2 separate regions of the Rattus norvegicus genome follow, and region 1 is linked to region 2. A link is a contact called in public Hi-C data. All regions are on one chromosome and are shown on one strand. The core of a region is the stretch at or near the end of the contact, and the rest is flanking DNA. Distances in the headings are between cores, read along the strand shown.

Region 1 (5,466 bases), core at 211-2,710, 610 kb after region 2:
CACATAGTTTGATGTGAATTTTGACCTGAAGTCATTTAAGTTGTGATGGAGTGCCTCTGTAGATCACTAACCAACAGAATCACGAAACTCAGGACCCAGTGCAAACACGTGATCTAAGAAGGGCATGAGTTCTAATTTCTCCCACTCCTGACTTCTCCAGGCATTTTTTTTTAAAGGCACCTGAAACAGAGATGTTTGAAAAGTCAATTTCACATGGCTATACTCTGAATTTTTTTAGGAAATCAGACAAACTGCCTTTGGTTGAAAAGTTTACCTTCCTAAAAGACATAATCATACATTATAACAATATCATATAGCCTATATTACATAATGTTATATAATTTAAAATAACTATGCTAGGATCATTTATTCTCCTAGTCGATTTAATCTTTATGGCAACAATATAATGTTAAACTATTCTAGCCCCATTTACATGTAAGAAAATCAGACAAAAGGAGGTTAAATCGCTTGTCAAGTCTCCACAGGAAGTAAGCTTTGCAGTTAGAGTTTGACTCTGGCTTTCAGAACCATGTTCTTACCTACCGCATTAGTCTTCATCTGGACCTTCCCTGACCATGGTATTTTGGTAGAAATTTGCAGTGGCACATTTTTCACACAATAAATGAAGCTCAAGATCATCAGATCACACTATGAATCCCTCTGTTATAGTCACAGATGTGTGTGTGTGTGTGTGTGTGTGTGTGTGTGTGTGTGTGTGTGTGTGTGTGGTGTTGAATTCAGAAAAGATATTATTTTGGTTTTTTTAAAGATTTATTTATTGTATATAAGTGCACTGTAGCTGTCTTCAGACACACCAGAACAGGGCATCAGAACCCATTACAGATGGTTGTGAGCCAATATGTGGTTGCTGGGATTTGAACTCAGGACCTCTGGAAGAGCAGTCAGAGCTCCTAATCACTGAGCCATCATTCCAGTCAGAAAAGATTTCTTAAGAATTCCAGTTACAGGAAAAACAAAAATAGAAACTTGGAAGTTTCTACTTCACCCGCCCTGACCATTCACTTAAGAATGTTATCAAAGCAATCTTTTGACTCACAGTGGTAACCACTGACCCTGGACAATCAAATCAGCTTTTCTACAGAAAGCTTGGGGTGGCGTAGCTTGAATCAGAAAGAGTCCTCAGTCCACCCTTGGCCTGAAAATAAGGAGGTAATGAGGGAGTATAGGGAGTCTTGAAAACTAGCTGTTCTAAATTGAACAAGCACTGGTTATTCAGCAAGCCATCTTGTCCTGTACCTAAACACCCAAAAGACTATTCACCCCCACACAGCCCTTGACACAGGAAAACAAAACTAACAGTACAGAGCTCTCGGCTAGCTCCTGCACTTTTGCTTAATATTTTTTTTCCTTTTTTCGTTTTCCCCCCTGCTTTGTGCACTAGCCTGACATTTCTCTTTGTTCCTATGGGCATGTATCCAGCTCCTTCCCACATATCTCTTGCCTGGCAAGCAGAGTGTCGACTCCCAACATGATTCTGCCCCCACAGAGCATGCAGCGTGTGCTATGCTGTGGGTGGCAGAGGAGAAAGGAGCCATGGCGCAGCCCTAGAAATATTAATCTCTCTGGTGCCATTATGCAGGGTCTCAACACCTCTACGGGATCCTCAGCAAAATGGATTTGTCGGTGCAGGGAAGCAGTCAGTCTTGTTTAGTGCCCACTGGCTAAGGCAGGAATTGGTGGGAGGGATGTTGAGGCCTTTTGCACTCTGGGAGCTTTGTGGAAGGATGAGCCAGCAGCCATGATACAAAGACAGTGAAATGCAGTGCTTTATGTCACATATATTAATCTATGTTGTCTTATATTTAAAATTTTAATAATTTTTATTATTAATAATAATCTGCTTAGTCCTCTGATTAAATAAGGAAAGAACATTTTCCTTAAAGGAAGAAAAGATCATGATCAATGATACAATCTACCAGTCATTATTCAATGGAAGATGCTCATACAGTTGTAGCAACTTATGGAGGGAAATCAAGGAGTCTCTACCATTTCTCCTGGACTTCTTATCAAAGGCTACGTAGTGATCTTTTATCTTCGACCATTGGAAAATAACATAAAATCAGAAGCTTTCTACATTTATATCTATGTTAAGCATGTGTGATAGACAAAATAGCATTTACCAAGGTCAAAAATATCTGACGTGTGGTTAGTGTTTATCGTAGATTGACATCTCACAAGAACCTCATGCTTTTGGTTCTGTGAAATGGGGACCAGAATATGAGACTTGCTCACATTTTCTTAGGCAGTTCTCCGGATGACGTAATGTCGATATCCAGTTCACGTGGTGCCAAAGTCTGCTATCTTTCCAGAAGAAATACGTGATGTCAAGTTCAGCATTACCATTTCATGCATCTCTCTTATACAGAAATAAAGTGTTTTCCCAGATCTTTCAAAATGCAGACTGTTTAAATCTTCAAAGAAACCCAATACTGAAGTCTCGGTGCCTAAACTGAGCCTGGGTTTGTGATTTTCCTACAGGTACCAATCAACTGCCAGATGACCAAAAACCAAAGACGACCGAGACGCCCTCTGCATCGCTAACAACTGCAAAAACCATCTCACAGATTCAGGGTATGATTTTTGTGTATCTAGATGGAAACTTCTTCTACTTCACTCTTCTTTATGGAATAAATACTATCCATCTTCATTTTTGAGACACACTCTTGCAGGGTGAGAGAAAATTTTGCATTTGCGACATCATAACGATAAATCATGAATATATCCTTAAATGGGAGCAGAGGGAGGGTTATGTGGATTATCATATTTATCAAAGGTGACTTTAGCTATGTTCTTTCTCAAAATAACAGATACTGAGGATGGGAAGATCACAGCCACTACATCAACCACCCCCTCCTATTCCAGTGAGTAGCATATGTATTTCCATTCCTGGAAACAGACACACAGAATATGTGAGTGAGAACAATGAAGGAATGGGGCTGTGGATAGCCTGTTCCCAACTTTACTCAACATGTGACTCCATTGTCATCCTCACTACAGCCTGCTTAAAAATTCCTCATAAGCCTGATCTTAGTTACCACACTGTGGCCATTTTCTTTTTTTTTTTTTAAATTTCTCTTTCTGTTTCTTTTCCACTTTTGTCCTGTGGTAAGCAATCACCAGAAGAGGCAACTAAAAGCTTAATGGGAGTGTATTCAACTAAGGCAAAATCTCCACGCTAATAACTTTTATGCAAATCATCATGCCGTACGCCTTCCTTTGTCAATTAAATATTCCTACAGCAACCAATAATAAAAACAATGCTTTTTTTAACCTTGATGAAATTTTATCATATCGGTTGCAGTTAATTTCGTTTTAACATAAACATGTCTAAGAATATAACACCTCACAGATGTGCTAAGTCTGAGTAAAGAATACTCAAGATACTCAATAGTTATAGTAAGTAACAGTAAGGTGAACGTGTGGGAAGCTGGAGGTACAAATGAGTATCTTTGGTGTCGGTAAAAAGCATTTCATTAATTAAGGAATCACAAAAAGAACTGACCCACTGATAAATGCCACTTTCTTTCTGAAGAGCTAATAATGTCACACCTATTTCAAGCTATGTTTTAGACTTTCTAAAAAGCTATTTCATCCATCTGTTTATGCTCCTTTGCACATTTTCTATCTTCAAGGCAACACGATGAAAAGATATTTGCAAGTCTCAGCCTTTGAATTAGAACCACCCAGTAAGCTGTATTTTTTCAAGTAACTTTATTACAATAAAATACAAAAATATATATAGATATAATAAAGAGAACTGTTTCCTCTAGTCTTTCTCCTTACTCCCCCAGCCACCCGGAAGATGGGAAGCCATCTCTCTGAGGTTTGGTAGTCTGTTGAAGAAAGGCTACAAGGGTGACATCAAGTGGATATGTCAGAAATGACAAGCAGAGCAAACCCATAAATCATATTAATTATTGCCTGAAATATACTAGTGGTTTGATAAAATGTTGTTTAAAGAAGAAAGCACACATGTTCTGTCCGGTGTGGTCTATCTGTATGGAATCAGCACCACTGGAGCTGACGATGTTCCCAATACTTTTCAGGTGTTATTTTGCCCGTGGTTATCGCGCTGATTGTTATAACAGTCTTGGTGTTTACTCTGGTGGGCTTGTATCGAATATGCTGGAAAAGAGACCCAGGTAAGCACTGGCCTTTTTGTTTCATTTCATTTTGTTTTCCCAAAGGGAGGATGAACGGTTGCTTAGGGAAACCTTGAACTTCATCTGTCAGAAGGAGAAGAGTTATAGCAACGACAGATATCATGCCACGCAATCGCAAAGGACAGGGGGAGCAGGTGGCGAAATTCTCCCCGTGCTGCTGGACGGAACAATGATTAAGATTTGTTGGTAGAGCAAATATAGACAAGCAATTCATACTGATGAAACAGCTTCAATTGTGAAGATAGTCATAGGTGTGTGTGTGTGTGTGTGTGTGTGTGTGTGTGTGTGTGTGTGTATGTATGCTCCAAAGACCGTGTGCAATAACATGCATAGTCAGAGTGAGCAAAGGTATGTGGAAATTTAGTTTAGAAGCCCATAATCTCTGGGACCCCCTTTCTCTCCTTAAGAGGCTCAATGTCTTTCCAACATAGGTACTTTCCATGATAGTATTATGCAGTTTATCCTTCCTTTAAATAAACTTTCCATTTTAGAGTAGATTAAATTACTATTTTAAAGTAGGTAAGTTATAAAGTTAAGACATTTCCTCATATTCCTTATCTAGAGTTCATCATTATCATCATCATCAACATCATCTACAAAAATAACCACAGTCATCTGTCCTCATAATCAGTTTAGCTTAGAACAGCATATTTGTTGGAGCTGAGGAGCCAATGTTAATGAATTAGTCTAAACAAAAATCTCTATTTTATTCATGTTCCTTCCTTCTTTATTTAATTGTTTCCCTAGTCCAAGGGTAATGCTGCCTTTTGACTTGGTATTTTGGCCACACCTCCCTTTGCTTGCTTAGTTCTGCCATATGACTCCGACTCATCTGCCCATTTCCAGTCCTCTGCCCCGGACTTGCCACAAAGTTCAAGTTTTCACACATTTATCCATTCTTGCATTTTCCTGGAATGTTATCCCTACCCACCCCTAGGGTTTTAGAACACACTTGCAACTTACCCTATAGGATTCAACCTACAATAATCTATCATACCTTTTGGTGACATAGCACTTCATTAAGCAGAACACACCATACTTTTAATTTTTTAGTTTACAAAATTGGATGACACCTTCAGGGTGCAGTAGAATTTGTATTCTGCTCTGTGCCTGCTTTGCCTGTAAGCCCATCAATAATTGTCCTGTTATAAAATTCACCTTGCATTATGCTAGATATATATCAGTAGACTTTATTCTATCTTAAAATGGCCAGGGAAATACATCTTCCCCTAATTTTCATTCTATTTCACTAACAAAATTCTACCTAAGCCTCTTAAGCTAT
Region 2 (5,515 bases), core at 2,532-5,031:
TCATATCTGAATTACCTGTGTGCCAACATTCCTGTATTATATTTCAATGGCCTCAGCTTTTCCTTTTTACTGCACTAGAGGCTCTGTATCCTTTTTTAGGTAGTGGCCTTTGATATTCTCAGATAAAACCCATTTCCCGAATCTTTGATCCTACACTCCTACAAGCTAGGAGCTTCTCACGTAGGTGTTTGAGAAATACTTACTGTCTTCACAGTGTCTTAAATTATCTAAGAATGCAGTGATTTTTAATGAGATATAAAAGGAATTAAGAGAGAATTTCAAGGCAGGCACTAGAGAAGAATTTTTAAGAGGGTGGAATATTATCTGCCCCAAAATAAGATCCCTAAGCTTTAAATCCTTCACTGAATCTGTTGTTGAAAATTTGGTGCCTTGTATTTATTGGCAGAAGCCCAGTGAGTTGGGCTAAGGAGATGACTCAGTGGGGAAAGTGCTTGATGTTTAAACAAGAGGACCTGAGTTCCCAGCATCCGTAAAAGATCTGGGTAAGACTACACTTGCCTGTAACTGCCACACTGGACAGCAAAGACAGGCAGCAACTAGACAGCAGGCAGGCTGGCCAAGAAAGAGAGCTTTAGGTTCAATGAAAATCCCCATCTTAAAAAGTAAGTTGGAGAGCAATAGAAGAAGACTCCTACTACCCTTCTCTGACCTCCGCATGTGCATGCATTTGCATGCACGTGAATGCATGTGCACGTGCATGGACACACACACACACACACACACACACACACACACACACCTTATATGCCCCTACACACAACTCCACTGAGAACGCTCTATATCATGGGGCAAATCTGTATTTCGTCCTGAGCTGTACCAGCTACTAGCCATATGCTGTTCTCATCTCTTTTACATGCTGTATTCTCCTAATTGGACAAATAGATGTAAAGACAGAATGTAGCTGTCTCAGATGAGGTTATACCAGCCAAATGGGATGCTGTATATAAGCCTCGGGATCTGACATTAGCATATATTCAATAAAATGTGACCGCTCTTCATCATGGCCCCATGAAATCCTAACTATACTTCCAAATCCTATTGCTTAATGTAGCCATTGTCAATGGAGGCCACCTTGGGATGCGGAGAGACTCCTGAATGACTAAGAACTTGCCAAGCAAACCTCATTACCGAGCGTTGTGTAACGTGTACCAACACTTAGGAGCTGGGTTGCAGTTCCCCCAACTTAATCCAGCCCATGTTTGAAGTGCCCCGGGTAAATCAGAGAATGTGAACTTACTTCTCTCAGGAAGTCCATAAAGCACAGCCTTCCCGATAGTAGTGTAGGTGACCCTCGCGATTTTAAGCACAACTGGAGAAAAACCGTGAGGGAGGTCTCTTATAACATTGTCCAGACCAAATTGGGGGTTACCTTGTCATCATGCGTGAATCAATGGATTTTTAAAGCTAAATAGAATGTGAAGCCAAAGTCAAAGGAAGTGATTAGCAGTTGACATGTTCACAATGGTCGTGAGATAGAGCTTGTAAACAAACCATTTTTATAGATAATCATTAAAGCCAAGACCAGCATATTTTCATAGTTCAATCAGTGTGTGAACTCCAAAGAAGGAGCATGAGCCTCCTCTTCAGTTAGTTTATGACTTTTTCCATGCACACAATTTCCCCCTCAGTTAGGACCAACTCAAGTGTTTCCAGAAACATATAGTTTAGGTAAGTAAAGCGTGTGAAGCACACAGAGAGTTCCTGAAACACAAGCGGTAGAACTCCAGAACTCAGGACTTGCAACCCTACAGACAGCTGAACACTTGACTGTATTGATCTAGTGTTTATTTCTTATCTTACATAAACAAAATTAGGTTAAGAAAGAAAATACTGGTATATCATAAAACATTAACAATTATTCATAAATTTTGTATCTATATATTTTTGAGTAGCGCAGGATTTTATTTATTTATTCTATCTCTATCTATCTATCTATCTATCTATCTATCTATCTATCTATCTATCTATCTATCTATCTATCTCTATCTATCTGAGATAAAAGCCCATGTAGCCCAAGCTGGCTTTGAAGCCACCATGTCTCAAGGACGACCCTGGAATCCCAATCCTGTCCCCATCTCCCAAGTGCTAGGATCAGGAGTTTACTGCTGTGTCTAACCTTGGATGTAAATATATTTCAGACCTTAACTTACCAAGTAATTCTGGAAAGCCCTGCTTATAAAAGGATGCACAGAACTTTGCATACACTTTTCATCATTCAGAGGAGCATCCCTGAGTGTAACCATGGCAACAGCTTCTGTGGCCTTAGCAGCCAAGCTTAGAGCACATCCAGAAGATTTGAGGGGAAACTCAATAGGATAGGCCTTCTTTTACTTGGCTAAAACAATGTATTATTCAAATTTCTAGGATCTACAGGCACAGATCCTGGTTTATACGGTAGTTAACATCCATAGATCAATATATGAAATTTGAAATGCTCCAAACTCTGAAACTTTGAGTGACTATGTAACACCGTTAAGTGACATATTTGGCATGTAACATTAGGTGATAAATTGCAGTCCACATGCTTACCGAAGCAGAGACCAGCATGGTTTCATCCACCTGTAATCCTGGTACACAGGAAGCTGACAAAGGAGATTCCTACATCAAGAGGCCCTGTCTCAAAATAAAACAACTAAAACAGAAACAGACATCAAAAAAATACAATATTAACATAAAACATCGTTGTATTTAATGTTTAGACTTGGCATTTTCCCCGCAATATCTCAGTGTGCAAATTGTGTGTGCATATTAAAATCTAGATACCTCTGATCCCTGGCATTTGGAAAAGGGATACACACCATGTACATATTCTCTTCCTGCAAGACCTCCATAAGGATAATGGAGGAGAGAATTTTTAAATATATTTAATGTAAAGTGTGTGGAACTCTGAGGACACATTTGCAAGGGATAAAGGGCTCAAAGCAGGAGCTCTGTGAGAAATCTTCAAAGGGAACTGGCCTCCAATCCGATCTGAGGATTAAATGGTGAGTGGGTGCTTACCCAGATCACTGGGGTAATAGAAAAAGCTGTCTAGAGTATTGTAGCCTAAGGAGTAGAGAGGTTTGAACTTTCTACATTTGAAAACTATTGGGGCTGAGGGCAGGCATGGGATTTGGTGACTTTGGGGCAGGGAGGAGGTGGGGATGGGCTTTTAACGGGGAAAATCTCATTTACTCTGCTGTATATCGTTGGAACTTCATTACACACAGACAGTCCAAACCACTGAAAGGGAAAGGCATGCATGTATGTTGTGTTTTTGTTATTATGCTTCACTGATTTGGGCCCCTTGAATGGAACATGCTAAGGTACAAGATCGAAGGCTGAACACGCAGAAAATATCATGCAGGGGTCCAGACATGAAGAGTGACATCACAGTTTTTAAAGCACATCGAATTTAATAGACATTAAAATGTCCAAGGAGGCTGATGATGGGCCCAAAGAGAAATCTAGGATAGTTTTCAACTTTCTGGTTTATGTGACTAGACAGATAATTATGTCACCACCCAAGACACTGTGTATACCAGGGCAAGTCTGTCTAAAAGACAACAGATTCATCTGATACAACAGGAATCTAAGCGGGCCACCCAGAGTTACCCACATACAACAGCTGCTTGAATTTTCTGGAGCACCCTACCACCGGCAATAAAAAAGAGATCTGGTTTAGAGTCCACTGTGAATTCTGACTTAGAATGCTCAATGTCACTGGCTGTTGTGGGTAACAAGCAGGAAACCACGCAAATGCATGATGTAATTAAGAAGGGAATGGCTGAGTGATGACACAGCTGGGCTAAGATTGCATTTGTTGAAAATAGAAGGGTCAGAGGCTAGGCCAGTGAGGGGAACAGGAAGGATGGTGTTAGCGGAAGGTGAGGGGAAAGGACTGCCGAGTGCCTGCTGGACCTGAAGCCTTGGTTTCGCCCCTAGAAATGGAGTAGAGTAGCTGAGCAGGGTGTCCTGTTCCAGGGAGTCAAGGATCACAGAGGTTGAGGAGGTGATGACTCATTGAGTAGTTTGCTTGCTAAGTGACCTCTATCTACAGCAAAAGTGCATCACGGGGATGAGCAAAGACTTTTTAAAATGTATATTTTTAATGTTATTGTTTTTATTATATATGCACTGATGTATTGCCTGCATATGTCTGTGGCCCATATGTGTGCCTGGTGCCTGCAGAGGCTGGTAGAGAATGTCAGATCCCCTGGATCGGGAGTTACAGATGATTGTGAGTCACTGTATGGGTTCTGGGAATTAAACTCTGGGCCTCTCAAAGAGCAGCCGGTGCTCTTAATTGCTGAGCTCTTTTTCCAGCTCCATAGTTAATATTTTTTAACCATAAATAAAGGCAGATGTTTTTGGATAAGTGGAACAAAGTCTGTAGAAGTTAGAAATAAACAGAAGGCTTAGATATGTTTTGTGAAAACAAGAACACTGGAAGATTGTATGAAATGGAAGGGGTCTGTAATAACAGGTGAATCAGTAAATGAAAAATATGGTTCCCGCCTCTTGTGTAGAAGAAATTAAACAATGTGCAGAATGGACCTGGAAATGATCTAGAACCTTCCTGAAGAGCATCTGTAAAAGAGGCCTGGGAAGTGGTATCCTAACATATACCAAGATCAGCGCTGGGGTCATGATCTATATCCAGAGTTCTCACATCAGTCATGACTAGAGAATGTCACCCCTGGTTATCATGGACTGAGGCATTTTGGCCATCAACTGTTGACAATGCACTTAGATTCTTGAATCTCTAGCTGCCTCTTTATGGGAAAATGTATTAGACAGGATAATATGATGATGCCTCCCTCCCTCCCTCCCTCCCTCCCTCCCTCCCTCCTTCCCTCCTTTCTTTCTTTGTTTCTTTGTTTCTTTCTTCCTTCCTTCCTTCCTTCCTTCCTTTCTTTCTTTCTTTCTCTCTCTCTCTCTCTCTCTCTCTCTCTCTCTCTCTCTCTCTCTCTTTCTTTCTTTCTTTCTTTCTGATTATGTATGTTTTGGATTTTTTCTTGTATAAGACAGGCCCTCTCACTACACCACAGGCTAGCCTCAAGCTTACTGTGGAAATAAGACTGGATTTACACTAACTGCAGTCCTGCTCAACCTCTCCAGTGCTTGCGGTACCGAGCTTGTATGCCATGCCTTCTAAGTCTGTGTCTAGTTCGAATGAAAGTGTCATGGAAGTTCTCTGGAGAATGAGAGGGTGATGTTAAGCAGGTGATGAGTGTGGGACCCATCACAGAAATCCTGAGAGGTAGACTTTACAGTACAGGTCCAATGTCTACCGTGCGTGTTTCCTGGATGCATGGCTCTCTCCTTTCTCATGGTCTCCACTGCCCAGCCACTGTCACTGCCTTCGGGGCCACACAGGCTCACCACCACCTTGTATGTCAAGGTCAGCTACAGACAAGCAGTCACATTATCTCCAGACTCCTAGTGGGAAATTGCACCAAGTACAAATCAGTAGCTATCAAATTCTCTGCTTCTTCACAGCTTTCTGTAGATA

Evidence for each region. Hi-C and Micro-C count contacts between places; a contact is called where the count stands out from the background.
Region 1: a contact with region 2 is called in a Hi-C map of Schwann cells, with 2.9 times the contacts expected there. The contact joins two enhancer-like sites. A contact is called at or near these places in 2 of 12 Hi-C or Micro-C datasets (the Rat2 cell line and Schwann cells).

Annotation. Positions count from the first base shown.
Region 1 is chr2:228,627,846-228,633,311 of GRCr8, forward strand. Emcn (endomucin) reads left to right here. Exons shown (of 12, transcript NM_001004228.1): 6 at 2,500-2,592; 7 at 2,829-2,882; 8 at 4,068-4,163. Among named protein-coding and RNA genes, the nearest start is that of Emcn, 66 kb to the left of the region's middle. Within about 2 kb of position 1,461, at least 32 of the 93 cell types and tissues checked have an H3K27ac peak or open chromatin away from gene starts, as enhancers often do. A contact at or near this core is called in Schwann cells, where this site is marked.
Region 2 is chr2:228,011,525-228,017,039 of GRCr8, forward strand. The region is part of intron 2 of Ppp3ca (protein phosphatase 3 catalytic subunit alpha); the gene reads left to right. Among named protein-coding and RNA genes, the nearest start is that of Ppp3ca, 170 kb to the left of the region's middle. Within about 2 kb of position 3,782, at least 5 of the 93 cell types and tissues checked have an H3K27ac peak or open chromatin away from gene starts, as enhancers often do. A contact at or near this core is called in Schwann cells, where this site is marked.